2 separate regions of the Oryctolagus cuniculus genome follow, and region 1 is linked to region 2. A link is a contact called in public Micro-C data. All regions are on one chromosome and are shown on one strand. Each heading gives the region's core, a stretch centred on a gene start, on an enhancer-like site or on the middle of the called end of the contact. The rest is flanking DNA. Distances are from core to core; before and after follow the strand shown.

The links. A called contact is a pair of places that touch in the nucleus more often than the background predicts.
Region 1: a contact with region 2 is called in a Micro-C map of ear pinna, with 2.0 times the contacts expected there. The contact joins the enhancer-like site here to the promoter of SLC6A6 in region 2. A contact is called at or near these places in 2 of 6 Hi-C or Micro-C datasets (ear pinna and an unstated tissue).

What each region holds. Positions count from the first base shown.
Region 1 is chr10:113,279,168-113,284,478 of mOryCun1.1, forward strand. The region is part of intron 2 of SLC6A6 (solute carrier family 6 member 6); the gene reads left to right. Among named protein-coding and RNA genes, the nearest start is that of SLC6A6, 35 kb to the left of the region's middle. Within about 2 kb of position 1,269, at least 1 of the 8 cell types and tissues checked has an H3K27ac peak or open chromatin away from gene starts, as enhancers often do.
Region 2 is chr10:113,243,360-113,248,749 of mOryCun1.1, forward strand. It overlaps SLC6A6 (solute carrier family 6 member 6), which reads left to right and starts at 3,857. Exons shown (of 15, transcript XM_051851766.2): 1 at 3,857-4,115.

The DNA of each region.
Region 1 (5,311 bases), core at 19-2,518, 33 kb after region 2:
TTTTTTCCTTTTTTATTTTTTCAAACAAACCGTTGACTGGGGTGGGCACCGTGGCCCTGTGGGTCAAACTGACCCTTGCGATTCCTCGTTCCGTAGCCGAATGTCTGTTCCGAGCTCTGGCTGCTCCATTTCACATTCAGCTTCTGGCTGACGGGCACCCTAGCAGGTGACAGATGGTGGCTCCAGTGCGTGGGCCTCCACCACCCATGTGGGAGACCTGGACGGAGTTCCCGGCTCCTGATTGTTGTGGGCATTTGGGGAGTGAACCAGTAGATGGAAGATAATCATTCCTTCTCTCTCTCTCTGCCTTTCAGATAGATGAAAATATTTTTAAAATAGGCAAAAAAAGGAGTGATTTTTAAAGGTATTTATCTACTTATTTGAGAGGCAGAGAGAGGGGCATGGAGACAGCTCCTGGGCACTGATTCCCTCCTCAGATGCCTGCGGTAGCCCAGGGTGCAAGCTGGGAGCCGGGAACTCAATCCAGGCCTCTCAAAAGGGTGACAGGGATGTGACTGCTTGAGCCATCACCAGCGCCTCCCAGGGTCTACGTTGGCAAGAAGCTGGAGGTGGAGCCAGGACCTCATCTTTGTGCCTTGGGCTGCGGGCTGCCTGACCCTTCCTCTAAACCCACAGGGTGTGGCGCCTGGCACGCGGTAGCCTGAACCCCCGACGTCGCATCAGCTGTCTTCCTGAGTAGAAGCTGGCACTTGGCGCTTCCCTGACAGGTGCCAGGCCTCACACTCAGCGCTCCACAAAGGTGACTTATTCTTACCCCGAATTTTTCAACAGTGAGGAGGCTGAAGCACACCAGGCCACATAGCTTCATCCTGGCCTTGGCATGTCCAGAAGGCTGGCTCTGGAGAGGACAAGCAGACGAGGAAGGGGCAGGACTCCACAGTGGCCAGGCGGGCTGGAGGCATTAGACCTCAGGTTTCCCTCTCCTGGGCTGTACAGTGGGCGTGTCGTCCAGGTGGCCTCCTGCCTCTGTTCTGGGATTCTGGGAGCTGCTTGCCCAACCCCCACTACAGCCAAGTAGAGGGGCTTGCCTAGAAGGCCTCCTGGGCCCTGGGCCCTTTGGGAGGGGTAGGGCATGCCAGAGAGGACTGGGCAAATAGCTGCACTCTGGCCAAAAATGACCGAAGCTCCTGGGTAGCTAAGTCAGCACCAGTAGCGTTTCAGTCTTTGTTTTCTCCTAGGGAGAGGTGTGCAGGGTGCTGCCGCCTTCTTTGACAAGACGTAACTGCTGCAGGGGAGGGCCAGGCAGGCTGCTGGAGGGTGACAGGTGCAGGGAGCGCCCGAGCCTCTGGCCAGCTTGTCCAGGGAAGAGAGCCAAGGGCTTGGGCTCCCCAAAGCCTTGGAATGAGGTGCTACATGCCAGGGGAGGCAGGTCTGCAGCTCACTTCAAGGCGCTGTTGGTTGGGACTCAGACACCAGAAAGCCAGGGGGCTGGAGAGGCAGCTGGGGGACGCAGGTGGGATGTGGCTCTGTACCACTGCCGTCCTGTCCCTGCGGGCTCAGCAGTGTGGAGGCCTCCTCTTGATGAGCTGTGCTCTGTGTCTTAGGCATTAGCAGGGCCAAGGTGGCAGTGCTGCCCCGGTCTCCTTCCTCCCTGTGCAGCCTCAGCCAGGCGACGCACTGCCCTGCTTCAGCGTCGGCTCCCCTCACCTGGAAATGAACCAGCGGTCTCTCCCACGACAAGGGTGCTTGAGGAATGAACAGGAGAGCAGGCTTAGCAACAGCTCAACAGGGTAAGGGCTCAAGAAACTAGTGCTATGGTGCAGAGAAAGGGGACCAAAGGAATATCTTAGAAATTGTGGCGTCGCTGGTAAGGGTTTGAATCTGGCTGCAAGTGTGCCAAAATAGACCAGGGTGATTTGCAAGTCGGTCTCAGGCACGGTTGTATCTGGCCGCCACCCCTGGAACAGAGAGGGAAAGCATTTTCGGCGGGGCTGGGAGGGACGCTCCATCCTAGAGCCTCTCCATCAAAGCTCCAGTAACCCAAGAGGAAGCTCTTAAAAGAGGGAGTCTTGTATCTTGGCCGCTACGGAATAAGCCTGGGCCCCCTGCCAAGGAAAACAGCGCTGGGCTGCAGGGCAGCGGCTGCTGGAAGTCTGTGGATAGGGACTCGGTCCCGAGCGCGCTCTGCACGTGGGCTGGCCTGCACTGGGGGTGACTGTAGCCTGCAGCTCTGCAGAGGTGGTGGCTGAGGTCGGGCTGGGCAAGAGCGAGAGCCGAGGGTCTGGGCCCCACATCATGGTCCCTGTTACTGCCAACTGAGTGACCTCAGAGCGTCCCTTGGTGTGTCTGGGCATTGCTGATCTCACCCTAAGTGGGATGGAGGCCTTATGCATTTCAAGGTCAGGGTGGACCTGGTCACAACAGTAGTGGCAGTAACAGTAGTAATAGAAGCCACCGCTCGGGAGGACTTGGCATGGACCTCCCAGCACTGCAGGCACTTTCCATGCCCCCCCCACTGGTGGAATGCTCATGGCACCTCCAGGAGCTTCACACAGTTGCCCCCAGTTTACAGGTGGCACCGAGGACCAGAGATGTTGAGTAATGTGCTGAGATCACCCAGCAGGAAGTGGCTCTCAGATTCCCACAGACATCGGGCTGCGAGCAGAGGCCCTGGGCAGCTGACAGGGACCCGACAGCTTTGGGAACTGAGGCTGGAGGAAGGTTCAGAGGCGGCCAGGCCTGAGGACTGAGGGTACTAGAGCAGGTGTGTGTGGCCAGTGTCCTGGACGGCCCGGGCCATGCTGGTGAGGAGGTCGCGTTTGCCTGCGGGAGTGACAGGAGGGTCGGAAATGGGGTGTCCCGAGCTGTTTCCGCTTTGTGAGTTGCTAGATGGGACGCGGGTGGCGAAGCAGCAGGGGGACTAGTGAGGAGGCCGATGCTTGTGCCCAGGCGAGGGCACGGTTGCCATGGCAACGGGGAGCTGGGGGCGGTGGCCAGGACCATACAGTGAGAACAGCATCACTGGGTCAGGCTGGGAGGGGCTCTCACAGGGGGGCCTGGAATGAGGCCCCTGGGACAGGGTGAGGGGGCCCTGCATCTGCATCCACCTCAATCAGGCATGAGTGAGTCTGAGGCCTGGACGAGGCTGTAGGCAGACAGTGGGCCATGGCAGGGGAGCCAGGGTGAGCCCTAAGTGGGGCAGAGGCAGGACCGCGGGGGGCTGTGTAGAGGTGCGACCTGTAGGAGAGGTGGAGAGAAGGGCTTGATGGGGCCAGAGGAGGACACCCGTATTCACTGAGGAGTGAGGAGTGGGGCTCCCAACACCGGGCACGTGACAGGCACCTGCTCCCCACAGGATGATGGCTCCTGAGTGCGAAAGTTGCTGGAAGCCTCATTATGTAGGAAACCAGAGCTTGGAGAATAAGCTGGGGCCTTAGGTGACCCCTGTTGCCCCCAACCCCTGGTTTCTAGAGAGTTCTTAGTGCTAAGGTAGCAAGTGGGTCTGAGTGCTCAAAGGCCAGAGCTGGGGCTCTCGACAGCCACAGGAAGAAGACCCCGCTCCTAGCGGGGCAGTCCCAGCCACTGGAGCCCAGGTGGTCACCGACAGTCAGCAGCCGAGGCTGAGCCATGCCCCCACCCCACCTTCAGTCTGCAGCCCTAAGGTCCAGGGAGCATCCAGGCGTAGCCCCTGCCCTGCCCATCTTCGCTCAGAAGCCCCTTCCCCAGAAGGGAGTCGAGTCCCACATCCTCCAATTATGTGCCCACCCAGCTGCCCACAATGGGCCGCTCAGATAACCATCGGGCTGTGCAAGAGAAGGCTGGAACAATGCTGGCCGCCAGGGCTATTTTTACAGTAGCCACGGGCCAGGCCCGCGCCTGCCCCAAGGGAGCAGGCGGAGAAAGGCCTGCGGATGCTCCTCCAGACAGAGGAAGGACTCCGGGGGCTGCCGGAAGCCTTGCTCGGTCTGCTGGCCGCCAGATAGCGAAACAATCGGGGTCCCCCACCCCAGCCAGGCGGAGGAAGGAGGTGTGAGGGAAATGGGGGTTTTGTTGTGCTTTTGTGCCTCTGCTCCTTGGAGCACAACCCCTGGGGGCCTGGCTGTTGGGCTGGGGCCTGCACACCCCTGTCCATTCCCCAACCCACGCATCACCTGCTTGGGAAGCTTCATGGCCGCATGGCTTGGCTGGTGACTTACTCAGAGCCGAGGTTTGCAGCTGCCCAGGTGCCACTCTGGGAACCACCTACCCGACTGCGCTTGCTCTGGGCCCACTGCTGTGAACACAGCAGACTGGTCCTTGTCCCCAGGAATCTGGCCTCAAACTGAGGAGGGAGTCAGGCAGTAAGGAAGCAAGTCTGGGAGCAAGGCCATCTTGGGCGGTGAGAAGACAGGCTGGGATGCCCCCTGGAGCCAGGCGCACAGGTGCACCCTCAGAGCCGTGGTGAGCTGGCGTGGGTGTGCCCGGGGTAAGCACATCCGCACCTGCTGCTGCCAGTGGGAGCTAAGAGGAGCAGGAACGTAGTGTGGCCTGACCTCCCGGTTTGCAAAGAGTGCACAGAGGTCACGTTTCTCTGACATTTGGTGCTTCAGTGACGGCTGCCTGTGTGGGTCATCGAAGACCGGCGCACCGTGTCCTGGGCTGCGAGTCGGCTGTCCTGGCTTCTGTGCCTTTTGTTCTGCAGGCAGGGCCCCAAGAGGGCCTGGTAGGATCACTGGCTCTGTGGCTGTGCCATGTCGTGAGCAAACCCTGAAGGTGGGGAACTAAGTCGTGACTTCTGGTCGGTGCCTTGTGGGCTGGGGCTGTGGATGCTCTTGGCCACCCTTGTCCTTTCTTTGATAGCCAGTGCTGTCCACTGTGGCTGCCACGGGGAGAAAGTGCATTGGAGAGGGCACCCGAGGAAGTATAGAGAGAAGGGGCTGTAGGTGGCCAGCGTCGTGGTATAGCAGGTGAAGCCTCTGCGTGTGGCACCAGCATCCCATAAGGGCGCCGGCTTGAGTCCCTGCTGCTCTACTTCCCATCAAGCTCTTTGTTAACGTGCCTGGGAGAAGGAACCAAATACGGCCCAGTGGGAGACCGGAATGGCCCAGCATTGGCCGTTGCAGCTTTCTGGGGAGTGAACCAGTGGGTAGAAACACTATCTCTCTCTGTCTCTGTCTCTCTCTCTGATTTCCAAAATAAATAAACCAATCTTGGTAATCAAAAATAAAGACGCTGTGCCCTGGCTGGCTGCAGCATTGCCCACCCCTACCCTGCCCCAAGCAGCCCAGCCAGATTGAGGTCCAAGGAGGAGTGGGCTGCTCCCCGCAGGCTTGGAGATTTCGCCTTCTTGGCTCCCACTGGCTGAGCCCAA
Region 2 (5,390 bases), core at 2,607-5,106:
CCAGGGTCCCTTGCGCCCCAGGCCCTGAGCTGGGCACTGCTGGGTGGATCCCAGCCTCCCGAGGCTCAGGCTGCAGGTCAGCAGCGGGAGGTGGCAGCACAGGTGGTGGCCCAGTGGCAGGAAAGGCCAGGGCACGGGGAGCGGGGAAATGTGGCAGGGGTTTTGGTTTGCCGCCCCAGGGCTCTGTGCCAGGCTCCATCGACGCGACTGTCTGAGGCAGGCAGGCTGTGGTAAGCATCTCTGTGCCAGTCAGCACAGGTACAGGTCACGCTCTCCACGCCAGGTCAGGCAGCCTGTGAGACGCTACGTGGACACCGTGGGCTGTGGCCGGGAGAAACTGAGGGGGATGGGGAGGGGGCCACCTGGCAGCCTGTCTCTGTCTCTTCAGGGCTGCTCCCAGGAGTGCTGGCCCGAGAGTCCCATGGGGAACTGCATGGCCCAGCATGGGCTGCACCTCCCAGGGGCCTCTAACACCTCTTGTCCAGCAAGAAATGAAAGATTTTGATGAAAGTCAAGTCCTTGGTTGATTTATTTTTCTCTTTTGGAGAGGGAGAGAGAGAGAGAGAGAGAGAGAGAGAGAGAGAGAGAGAGAGAATGTGTATGTATGAGAGAGAAAGAGAGGCACAGACTCACAGAATGAGTTTCCATCTGCTGGTTCACCCTCCAAATGCCTGCAACAGCTGAGACTGGGCCAGGCCAGAGCCAGGAGCCAGGAGCCAGGAGCCAGGAGCCAGGAACCTGTTCCAGGTCTCCCACACAAGTGGCAGGGACCCAAGTACTTGAGCAATTACCTGATGCCTCCCAGGGTGTGCATTAGCAGGAAACTAGTGTCAGGAGCTGGAGCCAAGTATTGAACCCAGCACTCCAGCTGGGACCTGACAGTAATTATGTTTCTATTCAGAGTTGTTGAAAAAAAAAAAATGAATGAAGGCCTGGAGACTGAAGCCTGAGACTTGGCCCGCACCCCTCATGTACCTTCCAGGAGCTCTGCCCGCTGTCCACTTTCATTCTTGAAACGGGCAGATTCGTCCCCGTGGAATTTCGGCCCAGTGTTTGGCTTCTCAAGGAAACCTCTGCCTGGCTTTGCTCCTGGAGGCCCCCGCTTGTTGCCAGCACATTCACCACCTTTGGTGTTCAGTCTCTTCCTGAAGCTTCCAGCTCCCTCGCCCTGGCCGGGGGCAGGAACAGTGCACAAAGTGCAGCATGTGTCTGAAACACAGTCCACTGCAGGGGCCAGCAAGTGGCCTAACGGAGTGAACTGGCCAGCTGCAGGCTGAGGGACACTCCCCAGCTCCTGGTCGTTGCAGACAGATGGGTAATGGGTCCTAGGTGGCCCCATTTTGCCAGTTTTCAAGAGAAACCAGGAATGCAGATTTTTAAAACAGTGTTTGCTTATTTCCATCAGCCTGAAAGGCAGAGAGAGAGAGAGAGAGATCTTTTACCCAATGGTTCACTCCCCAAATGCCTGCAACGGCCAGGGCTGGCCAGACTGAAGCCAGGAGCCTGGAACTCCACCCAGGTCCCCCACGTGGGTAGCAGGGACACAAGCCCTTAGGCTGTCACCTGCTGCTTCCCAGGATGCACTGGCAGGAAGCTGGCTAAGAAGCAGAGCAGCCAGGGTGTGGTGGTCCAAGCAGCTGTTTAACGCACTGCACCACCTCACCATGCCACACCCTCAAGTTTTTAAAATGTGAAATTCCCCAAGTTTTATTTGTGGCAATTAGCTCAAAACATTTTAAAGCGCAGCAGAGATCAAAGAAGCATGTCAGACGAAGAGACTCCCCGGTCTAGGACCTCTGGCCTCTCCCGCCCCTGGCTTGACAAGGCAGGGCTTACTGAGTATTCCCCAAGCCACACTGCCGGATGCTGCAGAGCTGGGGTCCCTGGCCTCCGAGCCGAGCTGAGCTCACCGTGTGCACCGTGGGGCTCCCCCCGTCCCTCCTCTTCCCTGACTAGCCCTGCTCCTCCTCTTGCTCTGTCTCCTGGCTCCTCCCCTGCTACCTCCTCCAAGTAGCCGCTGACCCCTGGGACTGGGCTTTACGTCTGGCAGCCACTCATACCTCACCGTCACCTCCAGAGCCAGATGCCTGTGTTCAGCCCCAGCTGAGTGACCCTGGGCAACTGTTTCTTCCCTTTTCTGTGGCTCGGATGATTGTCCCAGCCCTGTAGGACTGCTGTGGGGAGGAAGGAGTTAACCTATTTAAATGCATTGAAACCCTGCCTTGCGTACCATGAAGGCTACAAACACTGAGCACCATCTGTGTGCCAGGCCTGTGATAAACCCCCAGCCTTGATGGGAGCAAAAAGACCAGTCCCCGCCTTCCTGCTCAGGTGCTGTTGGCTTAGTCAAAGCCTCTTTTTGGTTCAAACTTCTACTCCAAAATCACTTCCCTGCTCTGTGACCTGCCCCTTTGCCTCATCTGCTGGCATTGTGGGCAGTGACCCAGGCACAGGGAATCGGGGGAGTTTTTGCTTGTGTCTGCTCCTACAGCCCACAGAGGAACCTCACTCACACCAGAAGCAGAGGGACCCGGACACAGCATTGCTTCTCTTCTCCGGCCTCAGTGTTCTCACTAGTAAAATGGGTACAGTTATCCTAACCTAAAAGGAAAGCGATGAGGTACCCAGAAGTGACAGCTGCCTGGGGCACTGCTGGGCCCTTCCTGGAGGGGAGGGCACCTGCAGCCAGCAGAGAGTGGGGAAGGCACTGGAGGGAGGCAAGGAAGGACATGTCCCAGGAGTAGCCAGTGTCCGAGGTGCCTAGAGCCCAAGGGTGGGGAGAAGGAGCTGGCTGGAAGGTCACCCTGGGGCCACACAGCAGGGACCCCAGAAGGACCCAAGGGACATGACACACCAGGGCTCATCCGTGCTGCTCGCGAAGAGAGAGACGGAGCCCCGGCCAGCAGTGGGGCCAGTCTTGGCCAGGGCTGACGTGGACATGGCTCTCCGCCGCACCTGTTTGCCGTTTCTTCTTTTTTCTCCAGTTACGAGGTGGAAGGATCCACGTACTGTCCTCACAACCTCCCAGGTGCAGAGAGAGAGGGGAGAAGGCGAGGGTCAGAGAGGGGACAGCCCTGCTGGAAGCCACACAGCTCTGCCCCCTGCTGCTCAGCCAGAGCGTGGATGTGGACCCGCATTCATCTAAGGACAGAATAATGGCACACTCCCCACTATAAATAGTCACCCTCGCTGACACCGGCTTGGCACATCCTAGGTGCCGGGGCTGTTCCCAGCTCTCTCCTGCTAACCTTGGCTCCTCGGAGCAGCCAGAGGGCGTTGGCTCCACTATTGTTATTTCCATTTTACGGATGAGGAAACCAAGGCACAGAAAGTCTATGTAATTTGCCCAAAGTCACAAAGCCATGGCAAGACCAGAATTCTGGAACTCTCTGTCCTGCTTCCCCACACAGCCTCAGGGCATCCCCAAGATAGTGAGGGCCCAGTTCTGAGCCCAATTTTTTTTTTCCCTCAAGGAGCATAGGCCCTGGAGAAGTGTAGGATCCTTCCAGCCGGCTGCTTGGGACCTGGCTGCCCAAGGAGCCCCAGGCCTCATCCCAGGACCCAGGTGGACGGCGCTCAGGGGACCAGCCGGGGTTAAGGAATCTCCGGTGCTTCCTCTGCAGGCAGGGGCTCCGCCGCCGGAGGGTGTGTGCGCGCGCTCTCGGCGAGGCGAGCCCGGCTCTTTGTGTGTCCGAGCCCGTGCGCGCGTGCGTGCGCGCGCGCGTGTGTATGTGTGTGTGTGTGTGTGCGCGCGTGTGTGTGTCCGCGCGTGGGCGGGGCTCATTGCCCAGGCTCCGCCCCAGCCCCGCCCCTGGCCCGGCCGAGCTGGTATTTTTCCACCCAGCAGGATGGGTGATGCTGAGAGCTGCCTGTTCAGACAACAGACACGCGAGGTCAGGAAGAAGCCGCTTATAAATTACCGCTTCCTCCGCGCCACCGCCAGCGCCCAGCCCGCGCCCTGGCCGCAGCCGCGCTCCGCCACCAACGCCGAGCCCGGAGGACCGCGCGGCCAGCGAGTGCGGAGCGCAAAGCCCGCGGACCGGAGATCGAGGCGGCGGGCAGCTCCCTGCCGGTGGAACCGAGCGCCGCCGGGCGCAGCGCCGCGGCCAGCACAGGTACCCGAGGGACTGGGAGCCGGGAGCGCGGAGCCGGGGCTGCCCTCCGCCCGCAGCCTGCTCCCCAGCCCCGCGCTCCGGCGGCCTCCCGCATCCCGGCACGTCCGGGTGCCCTCCCAGCCTAGCGTCCTCCGTGCCTGAGCCGCTTTCTCCCCCGAGGGAGGGACGGAGGTCGCCTGCGGAGTCCCGCCAGCGGGGCGGTTATTGTTTGCCCGCGAAGGGGCCGGCGCTTCTGATGCGGGCGGCAGGTGTGTGTGTGTGTACGTGTGCGCTGTGTGTGCCCGTGCGCGCGCGCGCCGGCTCCCCGCACATGTCTGTGTGTGTGTGTGTGTGTGTGTGTGCGCGCTTGCGGGTGGCTGCCTCTGCTGTCCCCAGCAGCGTGTTCACGTGTGCCCCAGTGTGAATCTCCTTTGCTCTGGGTCTTGGGCTCCGTATGTGTGCCTGTGATACCTGCGGCGCGGCGTCTCCCGTGTGCGCCTGTGTGAGCACCTCTGCGAGCCCCAGGCTGCGCGCACGTGTGTGTCCCTCTGTGTCTGTCTCCAGAGCCCTTGTTGTGGGGTTCTGTATCCCCGGCCGTCCCCTAAAGCGGGGGTCCCTGGTGCCTAGAGGGCTGGGTGGCCAGAGCTGGTTCTCCAGGGTAGGCAGGAAGGTGACAGGGTGTGCGGCGTGCAGGGGGCAGTACCAGTGTCCGGCAGTTCCCTGTGCCGAGACCGAGGTGCAGAGGGACAGCCAGGGGCAGCAGGCTGGGCCAGCAGGACGCACCGTCCTCCAGACTCCCCCCTTCCCTCTTTGGGTTCCTCTTTTGGGCCACTCCCTTCCCACCAGGGAAGCCACACGGAGAGAGCCTGGACCTTCTGCACCCCTGACTTCAGCCTGGACTGGAGGGCACCTGTGGGCGGTCCTCCCGGGGCTGGGAGGGAGGTGTGTGCTGGGCAGGGCCCCTGGTCTGGCTATTTTGGTCACTGCCCGGCCTGTGCCAGATCCAGGCCTCTGGCAGATCCAGGCCTCCCCCAGGACCAGGCTTGGGAAGCAGCCTGGGCCCCCCGGTTCCCACCTGGGGAAATAAATCAGCTCAGGGCGGGGCGGGGGGGAGGCAGTGACCAGACGCCTGACCAGGTCCTGCTGGGGCTGAGGGTCGGTGGCGCGTGGGTCCCTTGGACTGAAGGAAATCGGCCCCCGCTTGGCCACAGCCGACATTCAAATAAATGTCATGAGATCTTTTTTACAATTTCGTTATAATTTTTTGCTGGCTAGAAGGGAGGGGATCTCGTCCAG